Linked DNA regions of Mus musculus: all the other regions are linked to region 4. Evidence: chromatin contacts called from public Hi-C and promoter capture Hi-C data. All regions are on one chromosome and are shown on one strand. The core of a region is the stretch at or near the end of the contact, and the rest is flanking DNA. Distances in the headings are between cores, read along the strand shown.

The links. Promoter capture Hi-C pulls out the DNA fragments that hold promoters and counts their contacts. A called contact is a pair of places that touch in the nucleus more often than the background predicts.
Region 1: a promoter capture Hi-C map of second pharyngeal arch cranial neural crest shows a contact between it and region 4, with 4 times the contacts expected there. The contact joins the enhancer-like site here to the promoter of Wars2 in region 4. A contact is called at or near these places in 5 of 39 promoter capture datasets (cranial neural crest, embryonic stem cells, frontonasal cranial neural crest and 2 more) and 5 of 115 datasets of contacts at active chromatin or transcription factors (cardiomyocytes, embryonic limb bud, large pre-B cells and 1 more).
Region 2: a promoter capture Hi-C map of pre-B cells shows a contact between it and region 4, with 3 times the contacts expected there. The contact joins the promoter of Phgdh here to the promoter of Wars2 in region 4. A contact is called at or near these places in 2 of 39 promoter capture datasets (the C10 cell line and pre-B cells), 3 of 484 Hi-C or Micro-C datasets (B cells and CD4 T cells) and 1 of 115 datasets of contacts at active chromatin or transcription factors (astrocytes).
Region 3: a promoter capture Hi-C map of hippocampal neurons shows a contact between it and region 4, with 5 times the contacts expected there. The contact joins the enhancer-like site here to the promoter of Wars2 in region 4. A contact is called at or near these places in 12 of 39 promoter capture datasets (the 3T3-L1 cell line, 3T3-L1-derived adipocytes, cranial neural crest and 7 more), 6 of 484 Hi-C or Micro-C datasets (cerebellar granule neurons, cerebral cortex, cortical neurons and 3 more) and 6 of 115 datasets of contacts at active chromatin or transcription factors (astrocytes, differentiating embryonic stem cells, embryonic limb bud and 3 more).
Region 5: a Hi-C map of CD8 T cells shows a contact between it and region 4, with 4 times the contacts expected there. The contact joins the enhancer-like site here to the promoter of Wars2 in region 4. A contact is called at or near these places in 1 of 39 promoter capture datasets (pre-B cells), 4 of 484 Hi-C or Micro-C datasets (B cells, CD4 T cells and CD8 T cells) and 1 of 115 datasets of contacts at active chromatin or transcription factors (astrocytes).

The regions. Positions count from the first base shown.
Region 1 is chr3:99,964,410-99,967,109 of GRCm38.p6, reverse strand. Spag17 (sperm associated antigen 17) reads right to left here. Exons shown (of 49, transcript NM_028892.4): 4 at 1-16. Among named protein-coding and RNA genes, the nearest start is that of Spag17, 80 kb to the right of the region's middle. Within about 2 kb of position 1,274, at least 11 of the 459 cell types and tissues checked have an H3K27ac peak or open chromatin away from gene starts, as enhancers often do. A contact at or near this core is called in embryonic limb bud and second pharyngeal arch cranial neural crest, where this site is marked.
Region 2 is chr3:98,338,587-98,341,286 of GRCm38.p6, reverse strand. It overlaps Phgdh (3-phosphoglycerate dehydrogenase), which reads left to right and starts at 1,318. Exons shown (of 12, transcript NM_016966.3): 1 at 1,318-1,592. The coding sequence starts at 1,455.
Region 3 is chr3:99,929,680-99,932,379 of GRCm38.p6, reverse strand. All of the region lies in intron 1 of Spag17 (sperm associated antigen 17), which reads right to left. Among named protein-coding and RNA genes, the nearest start is that of Spag17, 46 kb to the right of the region's middle. Within about 2 kb of position 1,444, at least 12 of the 459 cell types and tissues checked have an H3K27ac peak or open chromatin away from gene starts, as enhancers often do.
Region 4 is chr3:99,139,780-99,142,479 of GRCm38.p6, reverse strand. Wars2 (tryptophanyl tRNA synthetase 2 (mitochondrial)) reads right to left here and starts at 1,390. Exons shown (of 6, transcript NM_027462.4): 1 at 1,292-1,390. The coding sequence starts at 1,381.
Region 5 is chr3:98,355,903-98,358,602 of GRCm38.p6, reverse strand. No RefSeq gene overlaps it. Among named protein-coding and RNA genes, the nearest start is that of Gm31420, 6.3 kb to the right of the region's middle. Within about 2 kb of position 1,277, at least 33 of the 459 cell types and tissues checked have an H3K27ac peak or open chromatin away from gene starts, as enhancers often do. A contact at or near this core is called in CD8 T cells, where this site is marked.

The DNA.
Region 1 (2,700 bases), core at 25-2,524, 820 kb before region 4:
TTGCTGCCAGGAACACCTAGAAAGAAACAGTTATTAGGAAAGACAACACTGTATAATCTTTGATCAGGTCTCTCAGTGATAAGAGGATGACAGGATGCTTGATGCTTTGTGATATTTGTCTTAATGGAAAGACAGGCTGTTACCAGACAAACTCGTAGATGGGAAATGTGTCCAGGACCATCAAGGCTGGGTCATTTCATTACCAGCTCCGTCTTCAGCAAGGTGGTGAACACTTTGTACAGTGGTGTCAGACTCCCAGGACTGTACTTAGTGGACACAGTCTGCTTCATGACAGGTAGCTTTCGTGCTATAGAGAGTCTGATGTTGTTTGGAGTAGCTGGCAGTCCAAACTGTCAGTCTTTGACTTATTAGGATGTTAGAATTGAATCGAGTTTTATAATAGTGAAAATGACTATGTTGGCAGTCCCTTTTTTCATGGTGACCAAATTCAGGTGAAAGATAAAACTGCTTGACACAGGGCCACCATATAAATGCTGCACTGCATCCCCCCGCCCCCATCCCTGGCTGCTTAATGTTGATCCTGTTGGTATGTGGACTAATTGGGGTGAAATAAGGTTATTGAGTTTTCTTTGGGTGACGACAGGCACTAGGAACATACAGCTGTATTGTCCAGATGTGTGGCACTGACAGCCTATTTTATGGCTGTGTTTTTTACAGCTTGTTTCCCCTAAATTTCACACAACTCTCTAACATCTGGGCTCTTTTCCTTGGAGCCCTATAACCACTTTATTTACTGCAAAAAAAAATCATGTAAAATATACCATAAAAGTTGTTACATGTTTCTCTTTATTCCTGTTATCTCTCTAATAAAGTCCACTTCTGCCTGAAGGATGGTCACAGAAGCAATCTAGTTAAAGATTTTTCAACCTTTGCTTTTTTAAAAAAAAGGAGCATCATATTTATTTATAACCTCAGGATGAATTAGGTGTTGCCACAATGTTCTGACATATGGCTTTTCTCTCCCCACCCCTTGGAGCAATCGCTCCTTGGGTACATATGGTGTCAATTTCAGGCCCTCGATCTCAGACAATGACCGTGTGCACTGCTTCTCTGGGGCTGTGTCTTGTCTGAAGCTCACATTAGTTCCTGGGTCAGGGTTTCCATGACTAGTCCAGTCTCTTTGACTTTCCCCTTTGCCAAGGGAAATCGTTTAAAGAAAGGGAGGTGCATATTTTGCTTTGAGCTGGAGAAGGCCCTGTGGATCTTCAAGTGCCAACAATGTAATTGGACCTTGTAGAGACTATAGAGGTCCCTGCTCTGCATTGCACAATGAGAAACCCAGGGAGAGGATGTCTTTAAAGCTTTCCTTTCCAAACAACAAAGCAGCAAACCAGAAACCAAAAGCTGTGTGCATGTGTGTGTGTGTTTATGCACGTGTGAGCATGTCTGTGTCTGTGTTTGTGTGTGTGCATGTGTGTGAGAGACAGAGGTGGGGGGAGGGAGAGGAGTACTCCCCAGGGGCACAGTGCTTACCTCTCATGGCAGGCTCTGTCCTGCTGGCACACAATATGGAAAGGGAATGATAGCTGTGATTTTAAGGACCAAGAAAATGGACTCTCCATTTATCAATGATCAGATGCAGGATGTCCTGGGATCCTAAGGAGATTGCTACCCAGGAACTTATTAGGAAATGAAGGTGGATCCAGCCCAAGGTGTGGGTGTCAATATTTGGTTTGAAATGCCATTTTTCAATAGTGGCTGAATAATGTGCTAACAATCAAGCTGCTTTGTGACGTTTGGTACCAAATATTCAAATTTGGGGTTCTAAAGCTCATAGCAGCCTGGTATGAAACATTCATTCCTATGGAGTACAAAGATCATGTCAGTGTTGAAAGGAGCTGGTGATGGACTGGGCTACCTAGGTTGGCAGTATAGTCTTTTCCCTGGTGATCTGTGAAGACAGGATTCTCACCTGCGCCCAGAGAGGTTTGGGTGAAATCTGCCTAGTGTTACGGTAATGGATTGGATGTAGCAGCTCATGCTTTGTAGCCTCTTGATTCCAGGAGTCCATGGACTCTCACTGGGTTCAAATGTACTAGAAGCACAACCAAAAGTTTGCAGAGAGAAAGTTTTACAGGCTGTAAAAGTTAGTTTGCGAATCTGAAAACTCTAGAGTTCTGGGGCTCAATAAAAACCTGGCATGGCATCAAAGTTTTAGTGATGTCCTACTTTTGATGTGGAGAGATGGGTGATGGGACACTGACTCCATGATCTGTGGATGCAAAGCGGGTAGAGTAGAAGGTGATGCAGGCCCGTGGAATGCCTCCTCTAGGCTGGCGCTAATGGTCCATGAGGAAACCACTCAGTGCTACAGGTGCCCACAGACAGCTCTGCACACCAGTGGCAGCCTCAGCGATGGGAACACCTTCCTTCTAGGCCTTCTCTGAAGTGATGTGATTCCAGACATGGCTGTTTGGAATGACCTTAGAATAATTAACAAAATTAAAGATAACAAGTCTGTGCCAATTTAAAACTTGAGACTGAACCTTTGCTTGTGGCACATGGGCCAACCCCTGTCGAAGCAGCAAAGGAAGGTCTGTACACGTGAGTTTCCACCAGCGGTTTCTTGCTTTCACATCGTTACTCGCAAAGTCAGAAGCCAGGTTTGGCTTCAGATGAAGAGTCCTCAGAGGACCTTTGTGTGAAGGATTCCTTTTAAGGAATTAAAAACTGAAAAGG
Region 2 (2,700 bases), core at 69-2,568, 800 kb after region 4:
ACATCGGACACTTCCCTACTGTCAGGCTCACGTTACGGAGAAGAAAGCAAAAGCCTGGAGAGATACTTTCAGAGTCCGTTTCTTCTTCTTCTTCTTCTTCTTCCTCTTCTTCTTCTTCTTTTTGTTTGTTTGTTTAAGAAGCTGGAAATCAACCCCCGCTGGATCATTGATATTCTACCCGAAAAATTATCTGCTTTACTTCTCACTGTGCAGGTTTGGGGCTCACCACTGGTCTCCAAATAGAAAATTAAGTCGGCTGCTCTCCTCCGGTCCCTATGAACCCTGTTACTGTTACTCTTATCCGGAGAGCCAAGGGCATCCGAGCTGGCCTGCTGTGGCTGCTGAAGTCTCTCTTTTCCCAAGGGGCTGGGCCAGAGAAGGGAAAGGAAGGAAAGTCTAGAGGAAAGGGCAGAACTACTTCCCCAGTTCTTCCAAGAAGGCCAGGGTTCCTGTTTTGTGGATGGAGGTAACAGCACAGGCAGAGGACTTGTCAGTACATAGTTCTGAAAGAGACTCTCTTACTTACATTTGATGTTAAGATTGTGAGGTATAATAGTAAGGGGTGTTATTTATATAATATAATCAAGGCTGAATTTACCTAACAGATTTAATCCCTTCTAAAAAAAAAAAAAGTAATCATCTAACTTCTAAAGACTAAAACCACTACCACCCTTGTACTTCTCTCCCCCTCCCTGACTCCCATCTGGGGCTGACCTGGAACTCCTGGGTTCAAGTGGTCCTCCAGCCTCATTCATGGCCCTTACTGTATCTAGATTTAATCTTAAAGTCTTTTGGGGGGTAAGGAATAAGAAGCCCTTGCCTTTCCCAGACTTGTCTCTCATCTCCCACTGGGATTGGTGGAAGGCAAGAACCAACTCTTATGTACACACACACACACACACACACACCTTGTTCCTTAATCTCCTAACGGTGTGTGTGTGTGTGTGTGTGTGTGTGTGTGTGTGTGTGTGTGTGCGTTGCTGAGAATCGAACCCGTGGCCTTACTCAGTCTAATTATGCTCAACTAGGAGTTATAAATACCCAGCCAATAAATGGTCTTTAAGAGGAAAGAAGTTACTATGAGATTTAATTCCCTCGTGGAGACAGCGTATTTCTGTTTATTTCCAATATAAATCAGCCTGCTGGCATAAATCGTGCGTGTTAAAGCTCACCCGGGGCAGGTAAGGGCTTCACTGCTGGAAGTGTAGTCTGTGTAGGATTTAAAAAAAAAAAAAAAAATGTGTGGGAGGCTCTGCCCGGGGAGGCGGAGTCAGCAGAGTTTAAGCATTTCTGACCAATCAAAAGGAGACTGTTGGCGCGAGGAGGGGGAGGATAAAGGGGGAGCGGGAGATCGAGAACCCTGCCCAGTCACCGGAGCCAGCCCTGCTTGCAGTTTCCTGAACTAAGTGCTTCTGCCCACCCACAGCAACTGATTCTAAGGCCTGACTCTAGCAATGGCCTTCGCAAATCTGCGCAAAGTACTCATCAGTGACAGCCTGGACCCCTGCTGCCGGAAGATCCTGCAAGATGGAGGGCTGCAGGTGGTGGAGAAGCAGAACTTGAGCAAGGAGGAGCTGATAGCTGAACTCCAGGTAAGGCGAGCCGGACACAAGCGTAATCACCGGGCATCTTTATGGCCAAACCCGCTGACCCCAGTGGTTCCAGGGCTGTCCTCCCCTATCTTATCAGTTGGTCCCGGGGCCTCCGGAGATTCGGGACCAGCAGTGGGAGGGAGGAAAAGCAGAGAGGAACGAATGGCCTGGAGGTGCAGAATGCAAACTTTTTGTGCTTTTTGCTACCGCGTGTTTCTTGCCGGCGCTGCAAAGTGCAGCTGCTCCATCTGGTCCTGCGGGATGCCAGAACCTCTCTCGAATGCCAGAACCTCTCTGGAGCTTTCGTGCCTGGCGACCCAGGCTGCGAGCTCCCGGCTCGGGGTGCTACACGCACACCATCCCTGCTCAGTGCAGACTCCTGGGGTGGGGGCAGGGGGCGCGGGGCGCTGGCTCTGCTCCTGCGGGTCCCGTGGCATTTGTGGCAGCGGACTCGCACCGCCTTTTGTCTGATGCAAGACCTTGGCGCTCTTTCCCCCGCCCCGGGGAGCGCTCGCAGGATTCCGGGCGGCCCGGGGGTGCAGCCGGAGCCCCGCGCCGCCCACGCGGCCGCCGCCGGGAGTCAACCTCCACCATTGGCTTCATTGCCGATCAGGCCCGACTTCACTACATCAGAATCCTGTTCCAAGCGCAGTTGGGACAGGTTACTTCTACGAAGTCTTCGGAGCAAACCTCTAATCGTTATAAAACTTAAAAGTCTTTCACTTATTTGAAAAGCTTGTGTAAATCGGGTGACTTTGTTCAGACGTAAGGAAGGGGTTTCTGCTTTGTGAGCACTTCAGTTCCTGCCCTTCCTGTAGATCTAATCCATCCAGGTATGCTGTCTCGTCCCAGCTGTACTGCCCCACCCCCAAAGTTCCACGTGCTCGCTTAGGGCCTGCAGCCAGGAGGAATGTACCAGTCTTCCTGCTCAGGCTGAGGCCTCAAACCGCAGAGACCAAGCGGGGTTGTTCTTGCAACCCTGGAAACTCTCTGAGCTCGCTTGTCTATTTCTCCCAAGACCCTTCCCCGCCCCCAATCCCTTTTCCTCTACCGAGCTAATAGCCACGTGCCCAGCAGCCCTTATTCGCAGACTTTTTCTAGGCCTGGT
Region 3 (2,700 bases), core at 195-2,694, 790 kb before region 4:
AGGACATGCCATCTAGACTGCTTCATATTCATCCCACACACTTACCATATAACAGTTTTCCATAAATGCTTCTTGAACTAGGTGGCCAAAACCACACACTAAAGAGAACTTTAACACATGCTAGGCATGGAAAGGCTGACTGAGTGTGTGCTATTCTATCAGCTGCTCTTGGCACTGTGGAATGAACACTGAGATCTGAGTTAGAGAGAGAGAGTGAGCCCCTTTTATGTCTCGACAAAGTTGTGAATGTCTGATTCTCAGCAATGAGAACTCAGCAGCCTACAAATAGCTGTACTGTGTGTGCACTCATTGGCTGGCTGCTTTCTCTTGTCTTCATAAATGTTAAACATGATCTCTAAAATTAGTGAGGTGCTGCCAGAAGGGAAGGGCACATTGCTCAAGAGGTATCCAGTTCTGCCTTGCAGTCTTTTACCCAAATGGCCTTGTGCTAATCTTTAAGGCTCTGTTTCCTCATTCTGAAAAAAAAAATAGTAGACACAATAATGCAACCTTCAAAGGAAGGTGCGGGACTCTGATGGACAAATAATGTAGCCTCATTTTGTACATTATTGAGTACTGTACAGAAGGATCTGATCAGTACCTACAATGGAAGTTGCTGGCTTTCCAAAGAAAGTTCTGCAAACATGGGCTAGAGGAGATGCTTGCTTCTGTGGTTCTAACTTCAGACACATCCTTAGGATCTTCTTTGGGAGATTTAGCCTCTGGCTTAGGCTGGTTGATTGGTTGTTGTTGTTTTGTTGTGTTTTTGTTTTTGTTTTGTTTCATTTTTCAGAGTCCTTGGCCCATCCCAGCGATCTAGCACATGAGTCTAATTCAGTTTTGCTCCATGCATCAGAGAGTTTTAAGGCAGCTATTAAAACACCACATGGAAAAGCTTTGCAGGGAATTCTACTCTGCAGAGAAACCACAGAAACCACGACACACCTTAACTCTCCCCGCCCCCACCAGTTGGCTACAATTACAGCTCCATTATGCTGGCGCTCTCCAACCAGTTTTATTGCTTGGAGCAAAATCCGAGGTCCAAAGTGAACTTCAGAACATAAAAAGTAAGGCAGGCTCAGAAAAAGAAACACGTTTCTTTGGCTTTTCAAACAACAAATATTACATATCAGAGACATTCTTCTACCAGACAGGACCGGGGAGGGCCAAGCAGAGCCCTACTAATTGCTCCACAAATGTAAAATTGGAATCAGGGACTCACCCTAAAGAAAGGGCTCTCTTTTCATCAGCACACATTGAAAGCGATGCTCTTTCATCAACTACTTCCTCGGGCACTGCGCCTCCTTCTCCTTCTCTCAGATCCCCTCACGGTTGAGTCACTACCTTCCACGTTAAAACTTCTGACAGATTCCCAAGATGCAATTGTACCCAGTGTAGCTCTTTCCTCCACTCATCCAGCCTCCAACCTCATCTGAAATGTTACCTATCCACTAAGCTTTGTATCATATTCTGTGCTTTCACAGGAGGCTTACCCAGAGGAAGCAAAACAAATGCTGCGGCTGTCCTTGTAGCTGCTACTTAGTTAATGGTCATGGAAAATCCATGTTCTTGCAGTTAGTTCAAGGGTCTCCCCGACACTCCAGCTTGTGATTTGCTACAAGAACACTGATCATAGTTAATTCCTCCATCTGTCTGAATGAGGATACAATACCCCAGGTTACTTCTGACAAACCCAAGGATCCAAGACTACTCTGGTCACAAAGTCTATCATATTATATCCAATTCAATGAAATCTCCAGCAGATGACAATATTTTGAAGACAAATCTGCAGTCCCTACTGTTTTGTGAGCAGGACAGAAATGCTTTGCCTATTTATGAATTCTGTTTGTAGATCTAAAAATATGGGTCTCCAGATTACAATGTGAGACAGAAGAGCCAAGGGCAGTTCCAGAACATCTGGAATGTTGAATTTTTACCAAAGAAATGGGGACCGATGGGGTATCTCTAACTTCCCTATGGGTATATAAGAAAATGTATGGTGACCTATCTTAGGCAATAACAAAGAGGCCCCTGGGGTCACTGAGTTGGTTTCTTGCCTCCATTCAACAAAAATTGAGTTAACCCTTTAGTTCAACAAGCCCTTACTAAATGCGGCTGATGGAATAAACCACAGAGAATACATAAGCATATAACTAAGACAGCAGTTTGCAAGTAAGCAAGCAATGCATGTATCTCATCGGCTTAGCCTAATCCCTTGTTTGGCCAATTTATCAGGGGAACTAGGATTCTCTGTTCCTCCTCGGAGCTGTTCTAGGTGGCCATCTTTTCTTCTCCATCTGTGTGGGATCCAGGGTTTGAGGAGGTAATCAAGAGGCAGATTTTTCTTTAAGTGGGGAAACTGGGATAGGACTCGAAATTGACAGTCAAGATCAATCAATCTCGGTGGGAGTCCAGCCCCTCCCACCAGTCTCGGTGGTGGTTGGCAAGATGTTTGGGTGCCTAATGAAATCCTTAAGCCCTCTCTTCTAAGAGTGCTTGAGAGTTTTTCAGGGTTCAGCTCAACTATCCTTTTTAAGGACTCTTCTAGGAGAGATTAAAAGAAGCAAGCTGAGCATGAGGCAAGGCAGGGTTGAAGGTGGAGGAGTGGGGGGACACACACAGGCAGGGCAATCAGGTCACCCATGGCCTTAGCAGAAGCAGTTCCAATCATTGGAACTGTTTCTGGCTCATTCCTCCATC
Region 4 (2,700 bases), core at 141-2,640:
GATTCCAAAAAATGAAATTCCCAAACCTCAAGAAAAACAACATTTGATGATTAAAGCCGGAATCAATTCTTAACTAACACTGTTTCTTAAAATGTAAAGTAACATTTGAATAGTTGTTTGCTGAATTTCTAGTATTGTGTCTTTTATTCGTAAAGAATCTTGTGAAGTTTACATTAAAGAAAAAAAAAGTAAGTTCAGAGAATGAGTAACTTGTGGGATGATTCAAAATATAATATTACATGCTAGTTTCATCTACTCTTGCTGGCTATGTTTTACCTTCATAGTCATGAACCCATAAGCTTTCCAGTCTTGGAAGTACATCAACATGCCAATCACTCCAATTCTCCCTCTATTCCATCTGCCCAGAGGATTACAACTGGTTCTGTAACACAGCTAGCAAATGTTAGAAAAAGCCAGGAACTTTTAGGACCAGGCCAGAAAGCTTTCCAATAATACATCAGTTACAACATGACACCCTCATGTCATATCTGTGCATTAATGGCTATGAATATGCAATGTGTAAAAATTACTTCATCACAGAAGTTCAAGTTTCCTTCCCGCTCTCAGACAAGACTTCCGAGATCATCTATGTCAAACTGATATATTCTGGGATGTTTTGTGCTTGTCAGAACAAAGCAAATTCCCCAACACCTTTTGGCTCTGAGGATAAAATGCAAATGTGGCGGGGCTCGACATAATATATCATGCTCATCAGCTCAGTCGTGGTAATCGCAGTGCTGCCAGGCAAGCAACACTATGAAGTACCTCGGCAGCTTGTTGCTGTTGGTTACAGGGCCTGGTAGATGCAGGCGCCTAAGGATCACCGAGCACCGATTCTTGCTCGCGTTCCACACGCTAGCTACTGCACTAACCTAAACAACCCAATTCTAAGAAAACTTTTCTGATTTCTCCGCTGCACCCCGGGAAGTTGTAAGGGGGAGGAGGCTAAAAACGTAACAGAACGGTGCGCAAGAGAACGATCGATCGCAGAGCAACTAAGTTTCTGATAACGTCACACTCTTTCAGGAGATGGCTTCCTGCGTTGCCAGGCAACACTGGCCACGCGGCCCGGCGGCGTGTGCTTTCCAGCAGCAGCACCTCCTGCGGTCACATGTGTGCAACGTCGCTGTGGTCTGAGTTGGGGACAGTCATAGGCTAGTGGACCTCGGAGAGAAAGTGTGGAGGGCTCTTTACAGGAAGCAGGAAGGGAGAAATAAGTGGCGGAAGGGAAGGGGAGCGGGAAGGCGCTCGCAGGATCGGAGACCTAAAGCAGAAGACCGGCTCGGGTTACCTGGGGAGCCAGAGTTGCTGCGGGTCCTTTGTGAAGTGCCCGGATGAAGCGCCAGCACTCACGGGCCTTCCGCACAGAGAACAGCGCCATCTTGAGAAGGGCGGGGCCGCCGGCCCGGAATGACGTCTGCGGGCGAGCCGAGTTGTGCTTACTACGCATGCGCCTGTCCTCTGGGCTGCCGCTGGCCAAAGTAGCTCAGTACCGATGTTTCCTAAGTTTGCAGCGCAGGTGCGCCTTGGAATAGGTGGCCCTAGGCTTTAGTGTTTTCCCGACCATCTTCTCCTTTGTGCCAGCTTCCTTGAGGGAGACTCAAGAAATGAGTTGTTGCTCTTTAGACGTGGAAGTAAAGGAAATCACCCACCCTAAACGAAGGCTAAAAACAGACCCACGGCTCCTGGAATCCTAGCACCTTCGGATTTCCTTGGAGACCAAAGGTGGAAAAAAATAGGTAATTTCTCACCCTGCAGTTCCGAAGAAAAGCAGTCAATGATTCTGGCAAAGCCATGTCTCACCACCTGCTCTCTAATACAAAACTACATGACTTGCTATCCTGTGTTCATTGATACTGAACCTTAGACCAATAAACGTCAGCTCTCACAGTTTTGAAGTTGAACTGGGTTTATTTCATTTTCCCTCCATTGACTTATTTCTTACAGGAAAAAGTCATGTAGTTTTTTGTTTGTTTGTTTGTTTTTTAATCAAGCTTCCAGATGCAGCTTTCCATTCGTGTCTCTTAAGAATGAAGCCTGCTTCTCTTAGAGGACCATAAATGACTTTTTGAGACCTACATGCTGGTCATCGGGTCTGCAACTTTACTCTAGTGCCCTGAGTGAAACACTGATGGATATGTGTGTACCTTGCCTTCCGGAAGTGTGGGGTCTCATGGGTTCAGAGAATGAATTATGCATACTGACGAGGTGATATAGAAGCAAGTACCAAGTTCAGAGTGGACAATGCTTAGAGCTGCAGTGCTCCGCGGAGGTTCAGTAACAATGACACCAGTGATGCTTGATGGAAGATGTTTTGTGTAAAGATGATGACTTCTCTCAGTGAACTGAAAACTCTCAGATTAAAAATCAGTAAAAAATATAAAGAGCAGATTTGACACAATCCCATTGCATTGGTTATATTAGTCTAAGAAACACATACTGGAAATTATCAAAGATTCATAGGCAGTAAGCTGTATTTGAGATGCCTGTACTCCCGAGGAGTTGAAATCTAAAGTAAGATAAAACTCCAGTCATACAATAAAATCTTAGAAGCATGCAATTGTTCCAGAGTAACTGGAAGTGAGCAGGGAAGGAATTACAGGTATGAGGTGGAGAAAGCTGAAGAAGCCATGGTTCCGCCCTCAGCAGAACATAACAATATGATTTTGTTGTTAAAATTTGAGGCACATGTATTTCCAG
Region 5 (2,700 bases), core at 28-2,527, 780 kb after region 4:
GAGGAGGAGGAGGAGGAGGAGGAGAAGGAGAAGGAGAAGGAGAAGGAGAAGGAGAAGGAGAAGGAGAAGGAGAAGGAGAAGGAGAAGGAGAAGGAGAAGGAGAAGGAGAAGGAGAAGGAGAAGGAGGAGAAGGAGAAGGTGCTTACCACACACGTTCAATCCCTGGAACCCAAGTGAGGGTGGAAGGAGAAAACTGATTCCAAAAAGAGTTGTCTTCTGACCTCCGCACACACATGTTGTGGATAGGCCTGGTGCTGTTTATATGTTGATGCTAATTCCACTCTCCTGGGAGGTGTTGCAGACAAGGAGTGAGTCAAGTACTCAAGTGAGTTCTTGTGAACTTATCCCCTAATGAATAAAGAAGCCCATCACTGGGCGATTAGGAGGGACTTCCAGGTTGGATGGAGGAAGAGAGGAAGCAGGAGAGAGTAGGACCTCTTTTTAGATAGGGATAGCATGAGGACAAGATGTAATGACGAGTGTCTCCCAGTTTCAACGGTGAATCCTTTAGGATTCGCCACCAGAGGATTTGGATTTAATAAGTTAGGATTTCAGTTGTTGTGCCCAGAGATTGAGTTATCATTGTTTCTGAACTAAGTTTGTGTTGCATTTCCTTCACAGGGTGCCTCATGTGGGTTCAAGAGAGAAAAGTACAGCGGCAAAGAGTGGGTTTGCCTGAGGTACACCACAAAGGTCATGGGGTTTTGAAGCACTGGGTTGGTATGGCAGCGACCCTCCTGAAGGAACTTAGTGAGCTGGATGGAGAGATTTTGGAGCTCTGAGTTAAAGAGTCTCCATGAGATAAGAACAAGCCGACCAGCCTGGCAGGACTGAGAGTAGCTGGGAAAAGCACGGGAACTTGCCGATTCTTTTGGTATTTCCCACAATAAACACACATGCTGTGAGGCATGTGCCTGTACACGCATCATACAAAAACAATGATAGTAATAAATCTGACTTTTTAAAATTCAAAATCAGACAATAAGAAACTAAAACATTTATATGAGAACATTTCCTAAGCCAAGCAAGGTGATTCCAGCACTTGGGAGGTGGGAGCAGGAGGACCCAGAGGGAGTCCGAGGTCATCTTCCTCTATTGAGTGAGTTCAAGGCCAGCCTGGGCCACATGCTGTGTAAGTCAGTCCACTAATCCTCCTGCCTCATCAAGCCACACTTGGATGCAGTTGCTTCTTTGGTCTATTCTTGCTGCCCTGTCTAGGGTTTGTTTACATCTCCCCAAGACATGTTGCCCTTGGTTCCTGAATACAGATGAGTTTGGGAGAAGTTTCATTGCCTCTGCCCAGCAGTCTGAGGGGGCAAACCCAACATGGCTGACTTCACCAAATGGTATGTCATCACACACCTCCAGGTCGTAGTTGTGCTTCCCCTGCTGTCGCTAAGGAGCCAGTGGAGGCTGTGTTACCTACCCAGAAAGAGTGTGTCCCTGTGAGGAAGGGATTGCAACAGACTATCACAAACACATGGCATCTTCCACGTTAGCCTATGCTTTGACAGGAAATTAAATACAAAAGAGGAAGAGAACAAGGTACTGACTTTCTAGTCTTTATGGGGGAAACAAGGAATGGTCATGTGACTCCCAGTCTAAATGAATCAAAACTATTCTGACTTCAATAAACTTGCTGAGGCAATGCAGCCAGAAGTGGTAGTTGTTACAGTATTTTTCCTAATGGGACATAAAGAAACATCAATTCACACCACCACCCCCACCCCCATAGCATGGACAGACCAGATAAACAATGACTCAAAATGAGCTGTGTCACCCAAAACCCAACCACTAAAGTAGGTGGTGACATCCCTGGAGCTCCTGCTCAATGTGTGGCAGTCACCAAAGACTCCTTTTTCCTCTTCCTCATAAAAGTTTATTGCTTATAAAACCTTGGAGATGGGACCCATGAATCTCCCTCCTCCCTCAGGAAAGGACATTTTAGTTTCAAAGAAGAAGGAAGAGGAGGAGGAAGAGGAGGAGGAGACAAGATCACATACAGGCCATCCATCAGATACCAGTGAATAATAACATTTGCCCACAAATCTGATGGCCTGTGTTGGATCCTTGGATCACACGGTAAAAAATGGAAGGAGAGAGTGGATCCTGAGAGCTGGCCCCTGGCCACATGTGCACCGTATATGCATGCATATTCACACATATCTCACACACCATAATAATAATAATAACAACAACAATTATAATAATAACAAATTTTTAAAATCACATCCCAAAAGGAAGGAGCAGGAAAATAGCAAAAAAGAAACACTGGATCAAACAAAGACTGAAACCCAGCAGCGTGAACACCAGATTCTGCAGTTCAATATCGGGCATCCAGGTCACATGGGGTCATCATACGCTCGCTCTCCAAGGGGCCTATGCACCTCCACCTGCAGTCCATACAGCCAGGGCCTGACAGGTGCCACTGCCTGTCTCAGGTTTCCTCAGCCAGCACTCATCTTCCTAGCATACTAGGATCATGGCCTCTCTCTCCATTATGATGGGGGGAAAAGACACATTTAATCAAATTACACGGAGACTGAGCAGACGGGGAAAGCACAGCTGGGAGAGATGTGTGTCATCTTTGAAGGATGCCATGGTGGTAATGAGCTGGAACCAGTCATCCATCCACACAGGAATTTCCTCCCCAGGGCACACCTCATTCTGTGCATTCCATTCTATAAAACGTGCCACTCA